Linked DNA regions of Pan troglodytes: all the other regions are linked to region 1. Evidence: chromatin contacts called from public capture Hi-C data. All regions are on one chromosome and are shown on one strand. The core of a region is the stretch at or near the end of the contact, and the rest is flanking DNA. Distances in the headings are between cores, read along the strand shown. Region 1 has its middle 810 kb from the start of SLC10A2. Region 2 has its middle 900 kb from the start of DAOA. Region 3 has its middle 120 kb from the start of SLC10A2.

The links. Capture Hi-C pulls out chosen DNA fragments and counts their contacts.
Region 2: a capture Hi-C map of stem cell-derived neural stem cells shows a contact between it and region 1, with 5 times the contacts expected there. The contact joins two enhancer-like sites. A contact is called at or near these places in 1 of 7 Hi-C or Micro-C datasets (stem cell-derived neural progenitor cells) and 1 of 1 other capture datasets (stem cell-derived neural stem cells).
Region 3: a capture Hi-C map of stem cell-derived neural stem cells shows a contact between it and region 1, with 4 times the contacts expected there. The contact joins two enhancer-like sites. A contact is called at or near these places in 2 of 7 Hi-C or Micro-C datasets (induced pluripotent stem cells and stem cell-derived neural progenitor cells) and 1 of 1 other capture datasets (stem cell-derived neural stem cells).

Annotation. Positions count from the first base shown.
Region 1 is chr14:109,479,746-109,483,341 of NHGRI_mPanTro3-v2.0_pri, reverse strand. No RefSeq gene overlaps it. Among named protein-coding and RNA genes, the nearest start is that of SLC10A2, 810 kb to the right of the region's middle. Within about 2 kb of position 1,836, at least 2 of the 24 cell types and tissues checked have an H3K27ac peak or open chromatin away from gene starts, as enhancers often do. A contact at or near this core is called in stem cell-derived neural stem cells, where this site is marked.
Region 2 is chr14:110,178,348-110,181,943 of NHGRI_mPanTro3-v2.0_pri, reverse strand. No RefSeq gene overlaps it. Among named protein-coding and RNA genes, the nearest start is that of DAOA, 900 kb to the left of the region's middle. Within about 2 kb of position 1,698, at least 5 of the 24 cell types and tissues checked have an H3K27ac peak or open chromatin away from gene starts, as enhancers often do. A contact at or near this core is called in stem cell-derived neural stem cells, where this site is marked.
Region 3 is chr14:108,798,364-108,801,959 of NHGRI_mPanTro3-v2.0_pri, reverse strand. No RefSeq gene overlaps it. Among named protein-coding and RNA genes, the nearest start is that of SLC10A2, 120 kb to the right of the region's middle. Within about 2 kb of position 1,984, at least 2 of the 24 cell types and tissues checked have an H3K27ac peak or open chromatin away from gene starts, as enhancers often do. A contact at or near this core is called in stem cell-derived neural stem cells, where this site is marked.

The DNA of each region.
Region 1 (3,596 bases), core at 587-3,086:
GCAGTATTTATCTTTTTATGTGTGACATATTTCACTTAACATAATGTCTTCCAAACTCATCCATGTTGTTGCCAATAACAGAATTTCATTCTTTTTTATGGCTGGAAAAATTTCCATTGTGTATACATGTGAATTTCCTTTATTTATTCATCCATTGATGGGCTCTTAGGTAGATTCTGTCTCTCTATTGTGAATAGTGCCACAATAAAGCCCAGATGATAGCCATTGATAATTTTCTGAGAGCTGAGAGAATGCATGCTCACCAGCATCATATAGGAGCAATTCGTCACAATCTGTCATGGCACGAGTCATCATTGTTGCTCCTAAGTTAGTAAGTTCTATCATCTACTAAGTAATCACAGCAATGATAATGGTAAATATCATCCAGAAAATTCTTGCAATTGCATTGTCTAATTTAATCTCAATCACACAATGATGTAGGAAATATTATTTAGCAGCTGAACAAATTGAAGGAGAAAACATCATACTCAAGTTCATATAGCTCCTCCAAACACAATATGGTTAGTGTGGCGATTTCTACAAAATCATCAGCTAAAAAATATGCGTTGAATTAAAAATGAATGAAGTACAATAACGTACAAAATTATGATTTAAATGTAAAACCTACGAAAAGAGTGGGTCGTAGAAACTGATAAACCTGTAACCAATAACCAAAGATGATCTAAATGCTGACTCTATGATGCCAGATGACACGGTGACTTTACCACTTAGAGGTATTTATTGAATAAAACCCCTAAAGAAATAAGTCCACAATTCCTTTCCCTTTTAATATTGGCATACTTTCTGCCAATTAAACACATTTGTTTAATGATTGCAATCTTAAAAATATTAATACTAGAGATTAATATTAAAGATTATTCTGCATAGTGTATTTCAAGAAAGAACACTAAAGACTAAAATGACAATAATGATCACACACTTATACAATCTCCGGATTGAAGGGAATCTGAAAGATCATAGTATTATACATCTTTTCATTTTAAGTGTAAATTTCCTTAGCACTGTTCTTAAACATTTTCAGATTTGAGAAATTATTGTCCATCTTTTTACAAATTTAATTATTGATGCCACTGAAATGAATAGCAAAGTCATAATATGTATAAATAAAATAAATAGTTTTCTATGTTCCTACTGTAGTAGACATTAATTATTGGTGCTTAGTATCTGCTGCTCCCTTGGCTAAGCGTCCCTAATTTCAAAATATGTACTCTTTAACCTAGCCTCACCCTTTTCCTTAAAAAATGCAGACCATGATTATGGTACTTTAAAGACACTGATTGAAGACATTCATCACGATTCAGACCAGTAGGAGCAAAGAAAATGTGTCTATGGACTTCTGGGAAGTTTGAGCTTTCTCTTCTGTTAACACTGCCTCAACAGCTCACTCCTGCTAGCTAGTCCCATTTATAAATATGTGGGACTGATACTGCTGTAAACAGCAGACTGCCAGATAGAGAAGTCAGTTCTCTGAAAGAGAAAACCTTAAAGAATCCCGAGAATCCCTACTATTGACTCCAGCACTAAATTTCAGAAAATGAAAATAGAAATTTTGGTTTCCTTAAGCGAATTTGATGTAGATGATACACGTCTGACCTAGTGTGTTCCTGGAAAAAAACAAGATAGTATATGCAACGAAAAAATATTTTCTTAGTCGTGCTAGGTGTATCAAACAACAAGAATTAATTTTTTCGCAATTCTGGAGTCTGGATATCTGAGATCAGTGTGCCAGCTCAGTCAGTTTCTGGTGAGGGTTATTTTCCCAGCGTGCAGAGGGCTGCCTTTTCTTTTTGCCTGCAGGCAGCCGACATCTTGCTGTGTGCTCACATGACCTCTTCTTTGTTCACGCAGAGAAAGGGAGGGCAAGCGCTCTGGGGTCTTCTAGGTTTTGGCGGAGGTACTCGAGATAGGCTGATAGGGAAAACAAGAGCACTAATCCTATCACAAGAACCCCACATTCAAGACCTCATCTGATGCTCATTTACTCCCAAAGGCTCCATCTCAAAATATCATGCCATCGAAGGTTAGAATTTAACATATGAATTTGAAGTGGGATGGAGCAGAAACATTCAGACTATAACAAACACATTATACGTGTAGAGGCTGATTCTATCTATATAAAACAAAAAATGGGATTCCTCATGACCCATGGACTGAAAAAATCCTTCTGACATTTTTCGTGTTCTGTACATTTGTTCTTTTTATTCATAATTAGGCACACGATTTATTGGTTTAAGTTCGTTGAGCATCCATTTGAGATTAAAGATTCCTTGCTTTAGCATTCCTGATAATTTTCAACTTAACTCATTTACATGCTGTTTATGAGACTCACAACTGAATCAACACATCAGTTTTGTCCAATTTTTTTAAAGGAGAAAATACGTTGGAAGTATTAAAATGAGCAAGTGTATTAAATAGCTAAAAAGAGAATACTACAAAAATTGAACGTCAGGCTGTATTTTTCAGTTGGTATACAGAGTTAAGGGTGATATATAGAGAGAGATAAGTACTTGTGGACATCAGTAGAAAATTTTATCATACCATAAATACATTGACACTTGGAGGAAAAAGAACAATACCATAGACTGATGAAAAAGAACCGTAGGAGACGAAAAAGAGCAGGATTTTATCTACACAATGGCCTCTGCAATTCATTTAGTTAAATATTTATAGTACAAATAATTAAAATATTTCAATAAATATTTGGATATTGAACCTTGTTGATAGAAATTTTATTTTAAGAACTTATCCAATATTTCTCACAGCAAAACCGTAAAAACTCAAATACAGAAGTCCTACTGAATTTTCATACTCTTCAGTTATTCTATTTTAAAATGAAATATATCTTATCGTGTAGAATAGACCAACATATAAGCTTTCCTTTTCCTCTCTATTTCCAAGTAAACAAATTTAGAACATTGGTTTATGCAGTTTTGTGACAATATAGTTGTTGAGAAGGAATTAACAGGAAAAAAAAGTTATAATTATTATTTTTTCTTAGACTGGCTATGTGTATTAGCCAGAGTTCTCTCTAGAGAGACAGAACTAATAAGATAGAGGTAGATATAAAGGAAAGTTTATTAAGAAGTACTGACTCACATGATCACAAGGTGAGGTCCCACAACAGGCCATGTGCAAGCTGAGGAGCAAAGAAGCCAGTACGAGTCCCAAAGCTGAAGAACCTGCAGTCCAGTGTTCAAGGGCAGGAAACATCCAGCAGGGGAGAAAGATATAGGCCAGAAGACTAAACCAGCCTTGTCTTTCCATGTTCTTCTGCCTGCTTTTATCCTGGCCATGCTGGCAGCTGATTAAATTGTGCCCACCCAGAATGAGGGTAGAACTGCTTTTCCCAGTCCATGACTCAAATGTTAATCTCTTTTGGGAACCCCCTCACAGACACACCCAAGAACAATACTTTGCATCCTTCAATCCAATCAAGTTGACACTCAGTATTAAGGGTCACACTGGGTATGGAAAATGTGTAACAACAGGTTTAAACAGTGGCTCCATTTTGTTCTGTGGAACAAAATGATCTTAATCTCAGGGACTTAAAAATATTTCACTCAACACACATTGAC
Region 2 (3,596 bases), core at 449-2,948, 700 kb before region 1:
AGCATGTCCTTAATATTTATTAGTACATGAATATAAATTTAAATAAATCTATGTAGATTCTAGATTTTATTGCTCCAGTTCAATTTTCTCTAGGCTCAACTTCCAAATTCCCAGAGCTCTCATCTTTCTCTGAGCATCATCTAAAACCTGGTTAAGATAACAAGGGCTTAGAGAACACCTGCTCTCATCAACGTTTGCGTTTCCTATTGCCCCTCCACAATACTGTCTGCGATTCAATGAACTACTAGCTATATTGCATCCCAAAGCCATGTCAAAATCTCAATGCTCATTGCTTTTCTAATATTTCCTCATGGCTTTTTCAGAATTTTTTTCCTGAGGGGACATTTGGAGGTGCCACTGCCTCACTCACTGAAGCAAGATGGCAGCTACACACCTTTGACAGCCTCTATCTTTCTCTTTCCTTTACAGGCCCTTCTTTTCTCTTGCTGAATCTAAGTAGAATCAGAAGACAAGGCCAAGTTCATGCAGGGACAATGCTCCGACGTTATCACATAGATGGAAATCCACTGTGTTTGGGGGGAAGACTGGGCTGATTTTATTGGCCTTTTTGGCCAGTGGCCTTGTCCACTCCCACTTTTGAGGATGCCTTTTGACAGCTGCTTGTTAGTTTATGTGTTCATTTGAGACAGGGTCTAGCTCTGTTGCCCAGGCTGGAGTGCAGTGATGCCATCATAGCTCACTGCAGCCTAGAACTCCTGGCCTCAAGTCATCCTCCTTTCTCAGTCTCCCAAAGCGCTGGGATTACAGGCGTGAGCCATCGCACTCAGCTGACAGCTGCTTATTAATCATGGTTCTTGCATTGAATAACCTTTCTAGTTAGTGAGTGAGGCATAGAAGGCAGGCTTGAGGACTCATAAATTGCCCCACCTACACCCCCACCGAAAGCAACACAATCTCTCCTAATTCGATTGACACCCTGCACACACCCAGCTTGGCTTCAGGGAAGGAAAATGGGTTCCTGCCATACAATCTCCATGCAACAACTCCTGCCAAATGCAACACAGACCATAATGTCATTTATAATTTGAATTGTACCAGTTTAGACATTTAAAATATCTCACGTATTCATTGTTACATTCATCTTCGTTCTTCTCCATTTCTATTTTTGGCAATCCTCTAATTTCTTGTTCTCTTAAGTAAAAAGAAACAAAAAATAACAACAAAAGAAAGCTCTTCAAAAATACTTGGATTCCGGTATTTGTGCGTGGTTTCAATAGGGAAGCTTTTTCTAAACTACTTGGACTAGAACAGAACAAAATATATGAGTTTGGGGAAAAAAGACCACAACAGGGGTGTGTGTGAGAGGCAGATGCTGGGGGAGGGGCCTCAAACAGCAGAAAAGCTTTGAAGCCCTATAGGGCACTGACCTGCAAGGACTAAGTTTGAACAATTGTGTGGGAAGTTTGGGGGTTACTAAGCTAGCTTCGTAATGTAACTTCTTTCCCCTCTTTCCTTTTTTGACAATAGCATTCCTTTCTCCATTTCTGTTCTGTTATTTTTTTAACACATCTAAAATGACATAAAGCAAACATAACACACAAGCACACACCTGCACTCACATACACAAACACACAAACTTCTGTGAGTTCCACAGAGGCCGACCCCTTTGCTTCAGTGAGGGCTGTGGAACTGGAATTTCATTCTCCGATGGACTTGCTCTGAAAAACAATTAAGTAAAGAGCTCCCACTGGTGGTGGAGGGAATTTTACTGTCCACACGAAATGCCTTTCCCTACCAGTCAGTGCTTGGAGACTGGATCTCCGAGTCACAGACGAGATGTGGGCTAATGTTGCTCTTTTGCCATGTGATGTAGCAAATAAAATGCCGTTGTTCCCCTAGGTGGCTGTGGGTATCAGTCACAGCTGACGCTAAGCAGGAGGTGCGTGGTGTGCTGCCAGGACTATGTTATTAGTTACAAGTCTGGATGGGCTCCCGATGCACCATTTTCAAGTAGCTTCAATGCTTTTAAACTTTTAGGAATTCCAAAGCTACTGCTCCAAAGCCTCAAGTTCCCTCACCTTAGAACAAAGATTGCTGCCTTTATTACCAGTCTCATGTTTAACCAGAGAAAGTACAACTTTTCCAAGTTTAAGCTTCTCTAAACTGCTTTTGAGGAAGAAGAGAGGTTCTCTGCATGTGTCCGAGATAACTGTCAAATACCAAATTTGAACACACGTTCTGAGTCACCTGAAGAACCAGCCCGTGTCACTAAGACAAGCACAAATAGCTCCTCTGCTGTGGGACTCTTCACCTACCGCAGATGTTTCCATAAATATTTCAGCAGATACCATTTTCATGACAATTACCAAGAATGTGTGTGTGTGTGTGTTTTTTTAATTTACAGTCTATGTGAAAAATGTAATAGAAGAGAATAATGCTGGATTTATATGGGAGAAAAGTGTAGGTTTTTCTCCTATTTGGTGTCTTAGATTAAGGTACTTTGATACATCTGTCCAAACAGACATTATATCGTGAACAAGAAAAGATGGGACTGGTAGAGACTCAAAGTAACAAGAACAGTTTCCAAGAAAGAAGCAAGGCTATTAAATATTAGGCTGTTGCAAAAGTAATTGCGGTTTTTGCCATTTGAAAATAATGCCAAAAAACATAATTACTTTTGTAATAACCTAATAATTAGACCCAAGATAAAAATCCATATATACTCAACTTACTTTTAAATCCAGAGCTTATGTCTTTTTCCAATCAGACCTCAACATAGAACTTCGCTTAGATTTTCTTATGATCTGGGTTATGTAAACCTCCTGGGATTTATAAAACAACTGGATATCTTGAATCCTTCTCTTTAAGTCAGATCTTGTCAGCCTGTGATGCCACCTACAGTGAAATTTATTAAGTATACAACCTAATTTTGCTGTTGTTTCTAGAGTCTATGAGTTATGACTACACAGCATAAGTAATGACTTAATTAAATTAATTTAAGGTATGGTGTTAAGATTAACTGCGCCAGCTCACAGTGGTCTGCAGTAATTGGAGATCTCATGTTGTACCTCTTTTTTATAATCACAAAGTCAGTCTCTTTAAATTACTCAGACCCAAAAAAGAAAATCAGGAAGACAGCAAGGGCAATGAATGGCATGGTCAGGAGAGATCTGTTGCGAATAGTTAATTAGAAAATACAAAGTTTAGTTTAGTTTTCAAAACATACTCTCAAGTACTGTGTCGTGTTTTTAAAGCACCAGTTGAGCTTGCTGCCCACCCCTCTTTTTTTTTTTTTTTTTTTTTTTTGAGACGGAGTCTTGCTGTGTCACCCAGCCTGGAGTGCAGTGGCGCGATCTCGGCTCACTGCAAGCTCCGCCTCCCGGGTTCACACCATTCTCCTGCCTCAGCCTCCGGAGTAGTTGGGACTACAGGCGCCCGCCACCACGCCCGGGCTAATTTTTTTGTATTTTTAGCAGAGATGGGGTTTCACCGTGTTAGCCAGGATGGTCTCGATCTCCTGACCTCGTGATCCGCCCGCCTCGGCCTCCCAAAGTGCTGGGATTACAGGCGTGAGCCACCGCGCCCGGCCCCATCCCTCTTTTAAACTTTACTCATTTGTTCATTAATTAGTGCAA
Region 3 (3,596 bases), core at 735-3,234, 680 kb after region 1:
GAAGCTATTGACTTCTGTAGCTAATAAGCATTACACAAACCAAGGAAAATGGTAAGGTTATGACAAATGGCATTCTGTTTCCTTTAAGATATGTTATGATATACCAAAATGATTGCCAATACCATACTTAACACAGACAATTGAGGATTTTCCAAACATTTTTACTATGTTTATTTATACCAAATGCATCATGTGGCATACTGATTTGATTGTATAGGCAATTTCCCCTACAAAAACTAGGGTCAAGGAAAAAACACTCCATCAAAATTACAGACTTAGGAAAGAGGAAAAACAAACATGGAAATACATTTGAAGTAGTAGTCTTTAAAAAATAAAATGTCCTGTATGAAACTCCAGGTTGGATATAGAAATTTGTTCTGGAAGAACTATATAGATGATGTCAGAGTGCCTGAACCATAACCAAAAAGTTCACAGCTAGGATCAATTATGAGTAATTGATTATCTCACTTGCATTGGTCAATGTGTGTGTGAGCTCATTATCAAGGAAGTAAGTAGCGTGGTCTATGTCTGTAACAGACTAAAAGCAGCTCCTTAGGGCCACTTGAATGACTATGTGTGTGTGAACAAGTACAAGTGAAGGGTCTTATAAGATACCAAGCATTAACATGTCATGGTTTTGAGGGGGGTTGGTTTGGGGAGGTCTTTTGGGGGGTTATTCATGGAGGTTGGGCAACATGGCTGAGTTCTAGTCAGCGCTGGAGTGCTGACAAGACACTTTGGCCAAAGTGTCACATCCCATTCTCTTGGCCTTTCCCAAATTCATTTCTCTCTCCCAGAGAGATTCACTGAGCAGTTAAATATCATGCTTAATAGCCCTCTGACATAAGAAAGAGATTATATTTAATAGATTTGAATATCCTTTTTCCTATCACACTAAGCATTTCACAATTCGGGAACTTAATTTGTTTGCAAAGGTACAGAAAAAGAAAGTGATTTCTGGATTTCATATATAGTACTTTCTTGCCCCCTACTGGAAAATGTGAACCTGGCATACTAAGAATTCTGATTTTAAAGTGTTTTCCGATTGATCTCTCCTATAAGCCAGTTCACAAACCCACATATACGTCAAACAAGAATAAAATGTAGTAGGTGTAGAAGTTTAATACCATTAACTATGCATTTTATTAAAAAATAATGAACTTAAGAAATCCAATTTACTTTTAAAAATACCCTCAGGCGTACAAAAGTCAATTTTCCAATTGCATAGTGAAAGTAAATCCACCATATCAAGGTGAAAACTGGTACAATTCTTTGTAAATAGAGCTTAAGGGGAGCTTAACATTAAACTGGATTTGCAAAGATTATAAAGAAGTGTGTTTTCTGCTTTTTAAATATTATTCATGACTTCTTGAGCATCAAAAAAATAATTCCATTAGAAAGGGTATTTCAATATTAGCTTTATTTTTGAAGGTACACATGCAGTTTTTCTTGAGAAATATTTTTAACACAGAGAACCCGGGGCCCCTGGACCACTTTTTGATCATTTCTTCTGCAGCAGTGAGTTATGAACATGCTCTCACTGGAATGATGGCCACCACTATTTCTTGGATACACATTTTAGCTTTTGTGGTTCAAGGCCTCTACATTCTTTTATGCAAATCCAGCTAATCACGAATTGCAACCCATGCAATGATTAATGTTCTTTGACAACATTCTTTTGTCATTCAATTCCAGTGATTGTGAGGTCCATAGTCAGAATGACCAGCCCTCAAACAAAGAAGAGGCCATTCCTTGCGGGGCACACTGCTGGGATGTGCCTCTGGCTTCTCATGCCTCCTTCAGTCTCTGACACCCAGGAGGGAACTACTGCTGGACTGAAAGACTGAAAGGGCCTCTGAAAGAGGCTCTGTGGGGAACTTCTCCATCGTCAGCCACATGGAGCTTTTCACTCAGTGACCCGAATCATTCAAAGGACAGGCCACTTCCACGGTAAGGCAGGAACGCCTCACAAGGGCAGGCAGGCACACCCAGTGAAGAGAAAGAGCTTCCCCTTCCTGGCATCTCTTCTCCAACACGGAAGGTCTTCAAAGGCCAGTTCTTGGACAAGAGCCAGATACCAAGATAAGTGCTGCTCACGAAAGGCACCGAGCAGATGTGACTATAACCAGACCTTTTTCGTTCCTCCTAGCCCTTGATTTCAGTCTACAGAGGGCTCCACCGTCTCCTCGGGGTGGGAATTACCTGGATTCCTTTCATGCTAAGTGCTAGTCCTCAGTTCCAATTCTTTTCATGCAAAGGCAGAGCCAGCCAGGAGAGACAGAGGGGATTATCTTTGACGATGGTCTTTAAAACCCATATTACAAACATCTGCTCTACTCTGGTGTATTAGGCCATTCTCAAACAGCTATAAATACATACCTGGGACTCAGTAATTTATAAGTAAAAGAGGCTTAATTGCTCATGGTTCCGCTGGCTGTACAGGAAGCATGATGCTGGCTTCTGTTCAGCCTCTGGGGAGGCCTCAGAAAACTTACAACCATAGTGAAAGGTGAAAGGGAAGCAGATATCTCCCATGGCTGGAACAGCAGCAAGAGAGAGTGGAGAGATGCCACACACTTTTAAACAACCAGATCTCATGAGGACTCACTATCACAAGAAGAGCCCTACGTGGATGGTGCTAAACCACTCTTGAGAAAACCACCCCATGATCCAATCACCTTCCACCAGGCCCCACTTAGGCCCCACTTCTAACACTGGGGATTACGATACAATTCAACATGAGATTTGGTGGGGACACAGATCCAAACTGTATCATATGACAAATATCCTTTCCTGTTGTTATACTTTAAAATGGCAGCCTTCCGGGGGTCAGGGAGAGGGTAGAAATTCAGAGTGTTAGCATCTTAGAATGCCTAAAAAGGGTTTTGAACCTTTTAGGACTAAGACAGTCACTTCAGTTATAGGTACCAAAAATGCTTCCACAGAAAAATTAGCTGTGGTATAAAGAGCAAATGCCAAATCTCCTGGCTGACCTCTATGTGATCTGCTTAGAATGAGCATCTTCCAAATTTTTTAGCAAACAATAATGTGTATTACCAAGCTCTAGTGAACAATTCCACCCCTTCCTTTACAGTAGTAAGGGTTAGAAACTGGGGACACCAAGAAGGGAATGACCCAAGTTGAACTGAAGTGTGAATAAACTTAGTTCAGTGATGATCCTGCCCTATGTCCTGCTACAGAAGTAACGTTCAGTTGTATACCAATATTGAAAGCATCGAGAAATCATCAGAAATGTATCCCCCAGTCTCACTCCACTCCATTGGCAGTTAACTGCCAGGACAACTTTTGAAGATAAAAATCAATAATGCAAGGTCGTTGGAGTTTTCCCAATCATTTTCCTCCTGATTTGCCTTCCTGGGTATCTCCTCAATGTTCACTGGTTCTATTTTAAGAAAAAGGAAACCAGCATGGTATGATGGTCATTAAATCAAGTCATTTACATACCCATGACTCTGGTTGAAATATATTTATTAGTGGATATGGAGTTAATTTTACAATATCTCTATATAGGTAAGCTGATTTCATTATCTGAAATCGGAGTCAAAGTTTGCAGTTCACTCTATCCTCAGGATCCT